3 separate regions of the Mus musculus genome follow, and all the other regions are linked to region 1. Evidence: chromatin contacts called from public HiCAR-type and promoter capture Hi-C data. All regions are on one chromosome and are shown on one strand. The core of a region is the stretch at or near the end of the contact, and the rest is flanking DNA. Distances in the headings are between cores, read along the strand shown.

The links. HiCAR-type assays count read pairs that join an accessible place to other places. Capture Hi-C pulls out chosen DNA fragments and counts their contacts.
Region 2: a contact with region 1 is called in a promoter capture Hi-C map of liver. The contact joins the promoter of Dnmt3aos here to the promoter of Dtnb in region 1. A contact is called at or near these places in 1 of 39 promoter capture datasets (pre-B cells), 2 of 484 Hi-C or Micro-C datasets (B cells and CD8 T cells), 5 of 115 datasets of contacts at active chromatin or transcription factors (bone marrow-derived dendritic cells, effector CD8 T cells, embryonic stem cells and 2 more) and 3 of 9 other capture datasets (adipose tissue, liver and pancreatic islet).
Region 3: a HiCAR-type map of astrocytes shows a contact between it and region 1, with 2.8 times the contacts expected there. The contact joins the promoter of Efr3b here to the promoter of Dtnb in region 1. A contact is called at or near these places in 1 of 39 promoter capture datasets (pre-B cells) and 2 of 115 datasets of contacts at active chromatin or transcription factors (astrocytes and large pre-B cells).

Annotation. Positions count from the first base shown.
Region 1 is chr12:3,570,990-3,574,131 of GRCm38.p6, reverse strand. Dtnb (dystrobrevin, beta) reads right to left here and starts at 1,741. Exons shown (of 18, transcript NM_001162465.2): 1 at 1,485-1,741.
Region 2 is chr12:3,860,487-3,863,846 of GRCm38.p6, reverse strand. Dnmt3aos (DNA methyltransferase 3A, opposite strand) reads left to right here and starts at 1,603. Exons shown (of 4, transcript NR_045884.1): 1 at 1,603-1,837; 2 at 1,937-2,017; 3 at 2,183-2,348. The region is part of intron 3 of Dnmt3a (DNA methyltransferase 3A); the gene reads right to left.
Region 3 is chr12:4,036,996-4,040,250 of GRCm38.p6, reverse strand. It overlaps Efr3b (EFR3 homolog B), which reads left to right and starts at 1,336. Exons shown (of 23, transcript NM_001082483.1): 1 at 1,336-1,547. The coding sequence starts at 1,541.

The DNA.
Region 1 (3,142 bases), core at 492-2,991:
CACCACCTTGACTGCACAACCCCTTCAGAGGTAGCTCCACTTAAGTCTGCTAAAAATCCTCAGAGAACACATAAAAGGTCAAGTTTTACTTTGGCAAGCAAAGTAATCCAACAGGCACTGCAAGCGAGGGAAAGGAAGCAGCAGCCTGGGACTGGAGAGTCCAGGCAAGGTGGAGGACAGAAGTCCAGCCCTTACAGAACTAAAGAGACAGAAAGAAGCATTCTCTCCCTTCAGAACCAAGATCCGAGAGGCAGGACAGAAATTATAAAGTGTTCTCTAAGCAAAAGCACCCTCCCATCCTCCTCAAACGACCAGAAAAAAGCCAAAGAGAGAAAAGACCAGAGCACCACCCAGAGATTAAGCTCCTGGTGCACAACATGCAAGAACCACGTGGATGAAGAAGAGTGGCCACAGGCCACCGGAGTCTGCCACCTAAGCCACTGTTTTAACCTACCAGTGCCTGGGTTACCTGAAGAGGCAAAAAGAGAATCCGAGGACCAAAGGAAGTCCAGCGATCATCCCTAACTCTACAGAGACTGACACTCAAGCCCCTGCTTCCTCCATCCATTCTGCAGTGGGCATCCACTGTAGGGCTGCTGGGATCCAGGCCACATCCGGAGGACTGAACAGAAAACAGGCACGGAGCTTAATTCTAGCTGGGAAGGCAAGATTCTTCTTCCAGATTTCTTCTCCCCCTCCCCACCCCTCTTTTAAATGTCAGTAAGATCCTTCAAATCTCTTCTCAATAGTTCCCACCAGCTTTCCTCAACTATCTTACTTTCTCCACAAACCAAGCAACTTACGGCTCCAGTTTCCCAGGGCTGGGAAAATCCTAAAGGGACCTGAAGTGAACAGAACAGGAAACATGAAATAGAGCACTTTACATTTTGTGTGCATACTTTCACAGCCGAACTGTCAGCACTTCAACAGCAAAAGATGGCTGAGAGTGATAAAGTCGTGACCCAGGCGCTGACCGCGGTTCTCTCCTGCTCCGTAGCTAATCAATAAACGCTTGCAGAGAATGCTGGAAGGTCTCCCTGATTCCCTAAGGCCTGGCACAGAAATTTAACAGCAAGCATTCGTCAGCTGCATCCTCCCTCTTCTCCGGACACTGTGCCCAACAGGGGTGACCTGGGTGGACAGGTTCGTCTACCGGGAGCCTCGGGGGACACTGAGAGGTGATCTGGAATGAATTCCCTTCCCTCTGCCAGGGCCTGCCTACCTCACCTGCCCTCTGCCAGGACCTGCCGCCTTCGCCCCCTTCAGCACCTAACGCGGAGCCTCCTCCCCGCCAGCCGGGCTCAGGATGCATCAGCAGCGCGCGCAGCCCGGCTCTGCGCTCCGCGGGCCCCCGCGCGCGCGGGTGACCGGAGAGCCCTCCCCGGCCCGGCGTGCTGTCTCCCAAGGGTCGCCGCTCCAGGGCCGCGCACTCCGCCACCCCGCAGCCCTCCTTCTCGCTCCTCCAGCCCCGGCGGACTCCCCACCTGGCTCGCTTCCCGGCCGGAGCTGAGGGGCCGTCGCGTGGCTCTCCGGCGGCCGCAGCCTCCTCCAACCCGGCCCCCTCGGCTGAGGCGGCTGAAGCAGCAAGCAGCGACTGAGGCGGCGGCGCCCACTCAGGCCCCGGAGCCGCCCCCGCGGCGAACGGAACGGCGCCGGCTCGCGCCGCTTCCCCGCCCGGCACGCGCAGCGAGCCCGCCCCCGGCGCGAGGGCGCGAGGGCGCGAGGGCGAGGGCGGGTGCGCGCGGAGGGCGGGCGCGCGGAGGGGCGGGGCTTCCGCCGCGAGAGGGGGCGGGGAGGCGGCCGAGTGCCCTCCCGCGGGTTCGCGCGCCCCCTCCGGGCCTCTGCTGTGCGCCGGCCGCGGAGGTGGAGGTGGACTTGCCCTTCCACTCCACAGGTAGCTGCCGGGCGGCTGCGTGCTGCGCCGACGTGACTGCACCTTAAGGAATGCGAAGAAACACCCGGTGAATCATTGCCTCGAGCGCGGGTCCTCCCCCGAGTGACTTTCCACATTGCCTCAGCAGGCTCGCTGAGCCCTGACTCCGCGCCTGGTGCCCGATGGACACGATCCGGGTCACGGCCCCTGGTCCCCAAGAATGCATAACTTAGGGAGAAGAGCAGCCTTGCGAAGGACCGAGTCTGGTCCCCTGCGCAAAGCCAAGCCACAGCCGGATGCGGTGAGAGGATGAAGGAGAGACATTACTTTCCGCTTAGTTGTTCAGTAGTTCCTAAAAGTGGGACTATTTAGACATTAAACAGCTTGAGCAACGGAGCAGGGGCGACAAAGCTTCATTTATTTATCTAGCATCTATTTATTTATTTATTCATTACCAACTCTTTTTTTTTTTTTTTTGGTTTTGGTTTTTCGAGACAGGGTTTCTCTGTGTAGCCCTGACTGTCCTGGAACTCACTTTGTAGACCAGGCTGGCCTCGAACTCAGAAATCCGCCTGACTCTGCCTCCCTAGTGCTGGGATTAAAGGCGTGCGCCACTACCCCCCCCCCCCCCCCCCGCTTCATATCATTTTTTTAAAGGACTTTATTTTATGTGTATGAGTGTTTGGGCTGCAATGTGTGTGCACCCTGTGAGTGCCACCCCGAGGCCAGAAGAGTGTGAAATGACACCTGGATGCTGGGGAATCAAACCCAGGTCCTCTGATAACATAGCAAGTGCTCTTAACTACTTAGCTATCTCTCCAGCCCCTCATATTGCCATTTTTTATAGAAGCTTTTCCAAACTCTCTAGGGACATCAAAGTCTTCTTTTAATGGCTCAAAAGATAAATGTTTTCCCTCAACTTTAAGACAGCGGCATGATCCATTAGACTTTTGGTGCGTGTGGATGTGCACATGTTAAGGAAAGCAGCAGTAGGCCTGTGTGCTTTAGGGATGCTTTTTGAAGCCTTCTGGCACCTTATGGAAAGGCAGATCATGCCACCTGCTTCAATCAGACTGGCAGCCTGCCTCTAGGACACCCTTTTCCTCCTCTTCTCACAATCTATTTTTAAATTCCCATGGTGAAGGCAGTGCTGTGCTGATAACTTAGAGTAAGTGAGGTTTTTTGTGTGAGAGGGGATACATTACTTTTCACACATGAATTGTGTGACTGTTTTGCATGTTTGGAAGAGTCTCACTGGTTGCTAGGTGG
Region 2 (3,360 bases), core at 354-2,853, 290 kb before region 1:
TCAATCTCTTTGAGTGCTAGGTCAGTCAGGACAACACACTAAGAATCTACCAACAAAAATATATAAATCTTAATTAGTAATAATAATAAAAAAACCAGACATACAGGGCTGGAGAGATGGCTCAGTGGTTAAGAGCACTGGCTGTTCCTCCAGAGGTCCCCAGTTCAATTCCTAGCAAATACATGGCAGCTCACAACCATCTATAGTGGAATTTGATGCCCTCTTCTGTTTCTGATGTACTCTTGTTATGCACACACACATGCAAATACAGTGCTCATATACATACATAAGTCTTTTAAAATAATCAGACATATGTAATTTATTTTTGTGTGACAGAGTCACAGTTAGCCCAGGTTACCCTCAAACTTACTATGTAGCTAAGGATCACCTTAAACTCTGCCTCTGCCACCTGCATGCTGGGATTACTGGCATGTACCAACACACCCAGTTTATGTGGGGTGGGGAATTATATCAGGGCCACTAAGCCAAGTCCCCAGCCCCATAAAATTTGAATTGTGCAAACCAAAGCTAAGCTGGCACAATGGCTCAGCAGGTAAGGGTACTTGCTTCCAAGCTGAGGACCTGAGTCTGATAACCAGGACCCACATATTGGAAGGAGAGAACCAGTTGCAAGTTATCCTCTGATCGTCTCTATGAAAGTGTCTGTCTGTCTATTGGTCTCCCCCCAAGTTATTTTCTCCCTGAAAATCATTAGTAGCTTGATAACATCCTTTTCAGCCCCCACCCTCATCCCCAATAGGGTCCCAGCATGTGGCTCTGGCTCACCTGGAACTCAAGGAGATCCGTTTGCCTTTGCCTCCTGAGTGCTAGAGTTAAAGGTGTGGGGGCCATACTCCATCTTTTTTAGATGTTTCGTTCCATCTCAGGCTAAAGAAATGGCTCCTGGTTAATGGCTCTCAGAGAGGACCTAGGTTCAATTCCTAGCAACCCCATGGTGGCTTACAACTAGAACTCCAGTTCCAAGGGGTCCAGTGCTCTCTTCTGACATCCACCAGGCATGCACATGGTGATATATATACATGCTGGCAAAACATTCATATACATAATTAAAAAATAAACAAAATAAAACAAGGCTTCATGTAATCTAGGCTGGTTTCAATCAAACTGTGTATCTGAGGTTGGCCTTGACTCTTGATCCTCCTGCTCTGTGTGGCAAGGGCTGGGATGGCAGGCATGTGCCAAAGGGCTAGGTTTCCTTTTTAGACTTTTCACAATCACATGTAAGCTACGAGTTCATCCACACATTCACACACACGAGATTCAAGATCATGTTTTATTATGCTACCCAGAAGGTTCTAGAACTCGCTTCTCCCCTGACAAATGCAATGGCGTCTCTCCACATTCGTGCATATGGCTCTCCCTCCTACTCAGTGGATGCTCTATGACTCACACCCACTGTGGGTTCTGGGGCTGAGCTGCTGTAGAGTCCTATGACCTCCAGTTCCCTATAGCTAAGTCTATCTGTAGGGCAGTCCCAGGGGTCCAAGTATAGAGAGAAATGCCAAGCTCGCCTCAGAAAGGCTGCAGCATCAGCACATGGCCTGAGAGGTTTGAGCTGCTGGCCCCTCCCCTCACAGCCTCCATTTCATGTCTGGGATGGAAGTGTGAGCTCACTGCTCTCTGGAGAGGACCCCTGAGAAGTGGCAAACCCAGAGTCTGACTGCCACCTCCTGAGGGACCAGCAGTTGGACTGTTGATCCACCAGTCTATGCTTCGGGCTCTTCACCTGGGAAAGAGAACATGCTGAGGAGATGCATTGCTGTCTGCCCCAGCAGCTGGGGGTTCCGGAGGCTGCAGCACAAGGAGGAAGTGCCAGGTGGGAGAGAGAAAGCCTCCACAGGCAAGCCAGGCTGCTGGGCAGCTGCATCAGAAGAGAGGAGCAAACAGATGACCACCTACTTCCTTTATTCCCCAGCTCCCACACCATGTGTCTGACCCACCTCAGCATGGAAACTTCCTCTGTCAGTCTGTCACTCTGTCACTCTGCAAGGTTAAGGTGAGTCACGCATGAGAGAAGGCCATGCCTCGTTGCCCTGGTGGACACTTTCCAGGGACCAGTGGTACCAGATACTGCAAAGCCAACCTGTACTGCAGGGAGGTGGGCAGGTTGCACTTGGACAGAAGCAATCTCTCTTAGATGCTCTCTCTCTCTTCACTGTAGGCTTCCCCTGCAGAGCGGCCCGAGATCATCCTAGAGGCTTCCTTCTTACATGAGGATCATACAGCCTCCGTACCCAAGGACTCACTTCCTGTTGGTACCAACTCCGTAGCCTTGGGAGCCGGGAGTGCTATCTCTCTGCCTGGCCTCAGTCTTTCAAGCACACTGCGTAGGTGCTTCCCCACCAGCCCTGCCAGAAGGAACCCCTCTGCAGTAGCATCAGACACACCCAGAGGTGGGAGCCAGTACACAGGTGGATGAAGAGATGGGAATCTAGCACACAGCTGAGCTGTAAGCCTAGGATCAGCTCGATGGCTGAAAGGCCCACCCCTTCCCATTGGCCCACCCCATCCCTCACCCCTCCCCATTTTGGTGCTGGGAATCAAACCCAGAGCCTTTCTTCTGTGTATTATGTAACTGCTACAGTGAGCTAGATTCCAGCCCCACCACCATCAGGCCCTCTTCCTAATGGCCCCTATCCTCTCCTGCTTGACTTTGGTTCCTACTTTGTTTTGTTTTTTGAGATTGAGACTCACCTAATCCAAGCTAGCCTCGTGCAGCCCAGGATAGCCTCATGCAGCCAAGGCTACTCTTAAATTCCTGATCCTTACCTCCCCACCACTTGGCTTCTTGAGTGCTGGAATTACAAGTGTGCTCTACCACACTCGGTTTATACAATGCTGGGGTGGAACCCTGGGCTTCATTTGTGCTGGGCAAGCACTCTACACAGTGGACCACTCCATTTCCTTTGAGTCATCACTGACCTGAGGTTCAAGTGAACTCATGACTCCTACACCATAGCTGACCCCTTGCCCTCTAGACCCTGGACTAAGCATGGCCTCTCTCCCTAGGGCTCTTGGGACCTGGGCAACTGGGCAGAGTAAATCCACCTACAGGAACTACCCAGAGAGAGGAAGCCAGACTGCAGTCAATGGACCAAAGTAGCCTTCCAGTTTCTGGGGAGGAGCTGGGGGCTTACCAAAAGGGGCATTTTAGGGGCTGGAGAGATGGCTCAGCAGTTAAGAGCACTAACTGTTCTTCCAGAGGTCTTGTGCTCAATTCCCAGCAACCACATGGTGGCTCACAACCATCTGTAATGGGATCTGATGCCCTCTTCTGGTGTGTCTGAAGACAGCTACAGTGTACTCCTATACATAAAATAGATAACCCTTTTAAAAGGG
Region 3 (3,255 bases), core at 87-2,586, 470 kb before region 1:
TCTCCATTGACCATTGACACACACACCCCCAACAAGAACACACTTCCTAATCCTCCCCCAAACAGTTCTACCAATGAGGGACCAGCATTCAAATATAAGAGCCTACAGGGACTCTTCATATTCCACTACAATCCGTTCAAACCAGGACAACTTCCCCCAGTGATGGACTGTAAAGTTTAATATGACATAAACCCTTTCTTAACCAAGTGTTTTTTTGGTCATTCTGTTTATCAAGGCAACAGGAAGCATCAGATTAGGAGAGGTGCAGGTGGGTTGGTGGATGTGTCTGGGGAAATGAAGCCAAAGAAAAATAGAAAATGCTGGTTTGGGGTGCAGTGAGCACTGTCTTGAGCACCGTCTCCAAATCCAAGGACTGGATCTCTCTGGTTTGATCTTTGCTTTGGGGGAGAAAAAAAGAAAAAGAAAACAATATGTGGTGCCCACTATGTACTGTAGGTTCATGAAATTTCTCAACACGAAGCAAGGCTCAAAGAGGCGCCGACAGAGAAACCCTGTCTCAAAAAACAAGACGAAACAAAACAAAACAAACAAACAAACAAACAAACAAAACGAAGGTCATTGCATTCAGGCCCTTCTCTAATTTTTACGGTCGGGAAGAAAACAGAAAGCCTCCAGCAAGAGGCAAGAGGAGAAATTAAGAAATAGAAATAGAAAAGCCAGAGAAACAGAAGGCAGAGATATCCAGGGCTGGGGCGTTGGCCTGGGGTTTAAGTCCCTTTGTGGAGGGGATGCTGGCTGCAAAGCTTGCAGATTACACAAATCTGGAGAGGAAAAACCAAGCGGACTTCCTGCAGCCTTGGAGGTTGGGAGTGTGCTGTATTTCCTGAATACCTGACCCAGGTAGCAAACAGAGTTTGGGGCCCGCAGAAAGAATAGGGTTATGCCTCAATTTCTGCTCCTTAGGTTCCCTAAGCCGGTTCGTTTGAGCAGACTGAATAGAGCACACCTGCAGCTTCCAGCGCCCGGCTGACCTGGTGTGGGGTGTGTGTGTGTGTGTGTGTGTGTGTGTGTGTGTGTGTGTGTGTGTGTGTGTGTGTGTGTGTCATCAGTTTGAAGGACACGTCAGCGACCCGCGTAAGAGCTGAGCCAGGAGCTGGAATTCGGATGGATGATCTACTGAGTGAACGAAGAACCTGGGCTTCCTGGGGCGTCAGGTAGGTAAAAAGGCTCGCCCCATACTGAGGAAAGGAGAGGGTCCGGGATGGAGGCGGGGCTCTTGAGGCAGCCCGCCAGTGGCCAAGGGGGCGGGGCGTGGCAGAACACAGCTCCGCCCCCTGCGCGCCGCCTAGCTTGCGGACCAGAGCAGGAGGCGGCAGCCAACCTCGTCGCTGAATGGGCGGGTGGCGTCCCGCTCTGTCCCGCCCGCCGCCGGCCCCCCATCGGCTGCTCCCGCCGCGCCCCGGTCTCCGCCCGCAGCCGCCTGAGCCCGCCGGGCTGTGAATGAAAGGCAGGAGCGGCCAGGACTAGCAGCCAGCGACGCGGCTACGCCGGCCTCCCCAGAGGCGCGCTCCCCGCGGAGATGTACGGTAAGGAGGGCTTGGCGCCCCGGCTCGGGCCCGCAAACTTCCAGACACGGACCTTTGTCCCCCGGAGTGGCCCCCGTCGCAAAAGCGAGAATGCCGACTTGGTGCCAGGCTAGGCTGGTTCAGTCGCCTGTGCGTACGTCTGTGCCGAGAGGACAAAGATGCCTTAGGCCGGGGGACTCTCTGGTCCCCTGAGATCCCTCGGGCAGGCGTGTGCAGGCGCTAGGGGCGGTGGTCCGTCGCCAGGTAGGGACTCTGATGGCTGAGAGGCACCCGGCTTTGGAAAAAGCGAGTATCTTCGGAGCTGAGCCGACAGTGTTGGTGGAGGTGATCGGGTGACAGTATTTGCAGAATTAACAAAGAGGCTTGTGCTTGGGAGTTTGATGCGCGAAAGTGGTCCAGGGTAGGGGAGAGCTGCTCACTGCCAGTCTGCTGCCAGGCTCCTTGGATGTGGGAGGCGGCGCCGGCAGTGCAGGAGCTGGCGAGCGAGCCGGCGCTGGAGGTTCATCTCTCTGAGCTGGGTGGACTTGGCCTCTACCTAACACTGCTGCTAATGGTATTCAGGCTTCCCAACTTCCAGATTGGCCCTATGGAGGGCTGATGGGGAGAGATGCTGCTTCGAGGGTTTCTCCCAATTACGCAGCCACCGCCCCCACGAATGTGTGGCAGCTCCAAGACCCTCACGGTTCAAGGCTCTGCTTGCTCATTTGTCAAGAATTTCTCGGGTTCTACAGGCAGCGTGGATGAGGAAAGCGCTCCTGGGGTCCCACTTTGCAGATCATAAGAGTGGACTAGTCTAGGAATCGGCTCTCTACCAAGGGTACATGTGTGCGTGTATTCCTGTGGACACAGTTTACTAGAGCCCAGGTCTCTGGTAGTTATTCTGAGGCCAGCAGAAGAATTGGAGCCCTGTTCTCCGTCTCCTACTGCAGGGTAGGGGCTCGGGCTGCACCTGAGGAGTGAGTGATCTAGAAGTGCATGTTCCCAATTTAACCCATTTCTAAGGCTGCTGGCTGCCTCTGCGAACAGACCATGAGTCACAAAGTTTGTTAGCACAGAGAGCATGCTGAAAAGAGTCAGCAGTTGGTGAGCCCCCTATTTAGAAGACAAAGACTTAACTTTTTGCCTTGCATCTCCTTCCCAGGTCAGTTGGTTACACAGCCACACTATGATTCTTATAGAGGTGTCAGCAGGTCCTCTCAGCTAGCATTAATTCTCTTGGGTGGAGCAAATGGGGGGAGGGGAGATGTCCTCAGCGGCTGGACCCATAACCAGTGGGGACTCTGAAAGGTGACTGGACTTGGGCTTTGCCTGTTGGGAGGTAGAAAGAGCCATAGACCTCTTTTATTCTGTCTGTGCCCCCCCCCCCACCCCCTTTCTGCAGAGGGAGCAGGCTGAAGCTGCAGATCATTTGACAGAAGCATGTGACTGCAGGGGCACCTGCAGCCGGGAAGGAGTTAGGACAGGCCCATCAGTATGGGCGGGAATTAGCAGCCCCAGGCCACCATATTACATCTAGTAGCTAATGTGGTAACTTACTTAGGGGGTCTGAGAATTAGGGGAGGGGGGTTCTTGGTGTGCTCCTGTTGGAAGAGCTGGCTAAAAGAGAAGGATGTGGAAGTCAGCCTGACTGGGGGCTATTTTCAGATGCACCACAAAATTCCAATTCTCTTTAATAATGTTTTTATTTCCCCAGATGCAAACAGAGCAG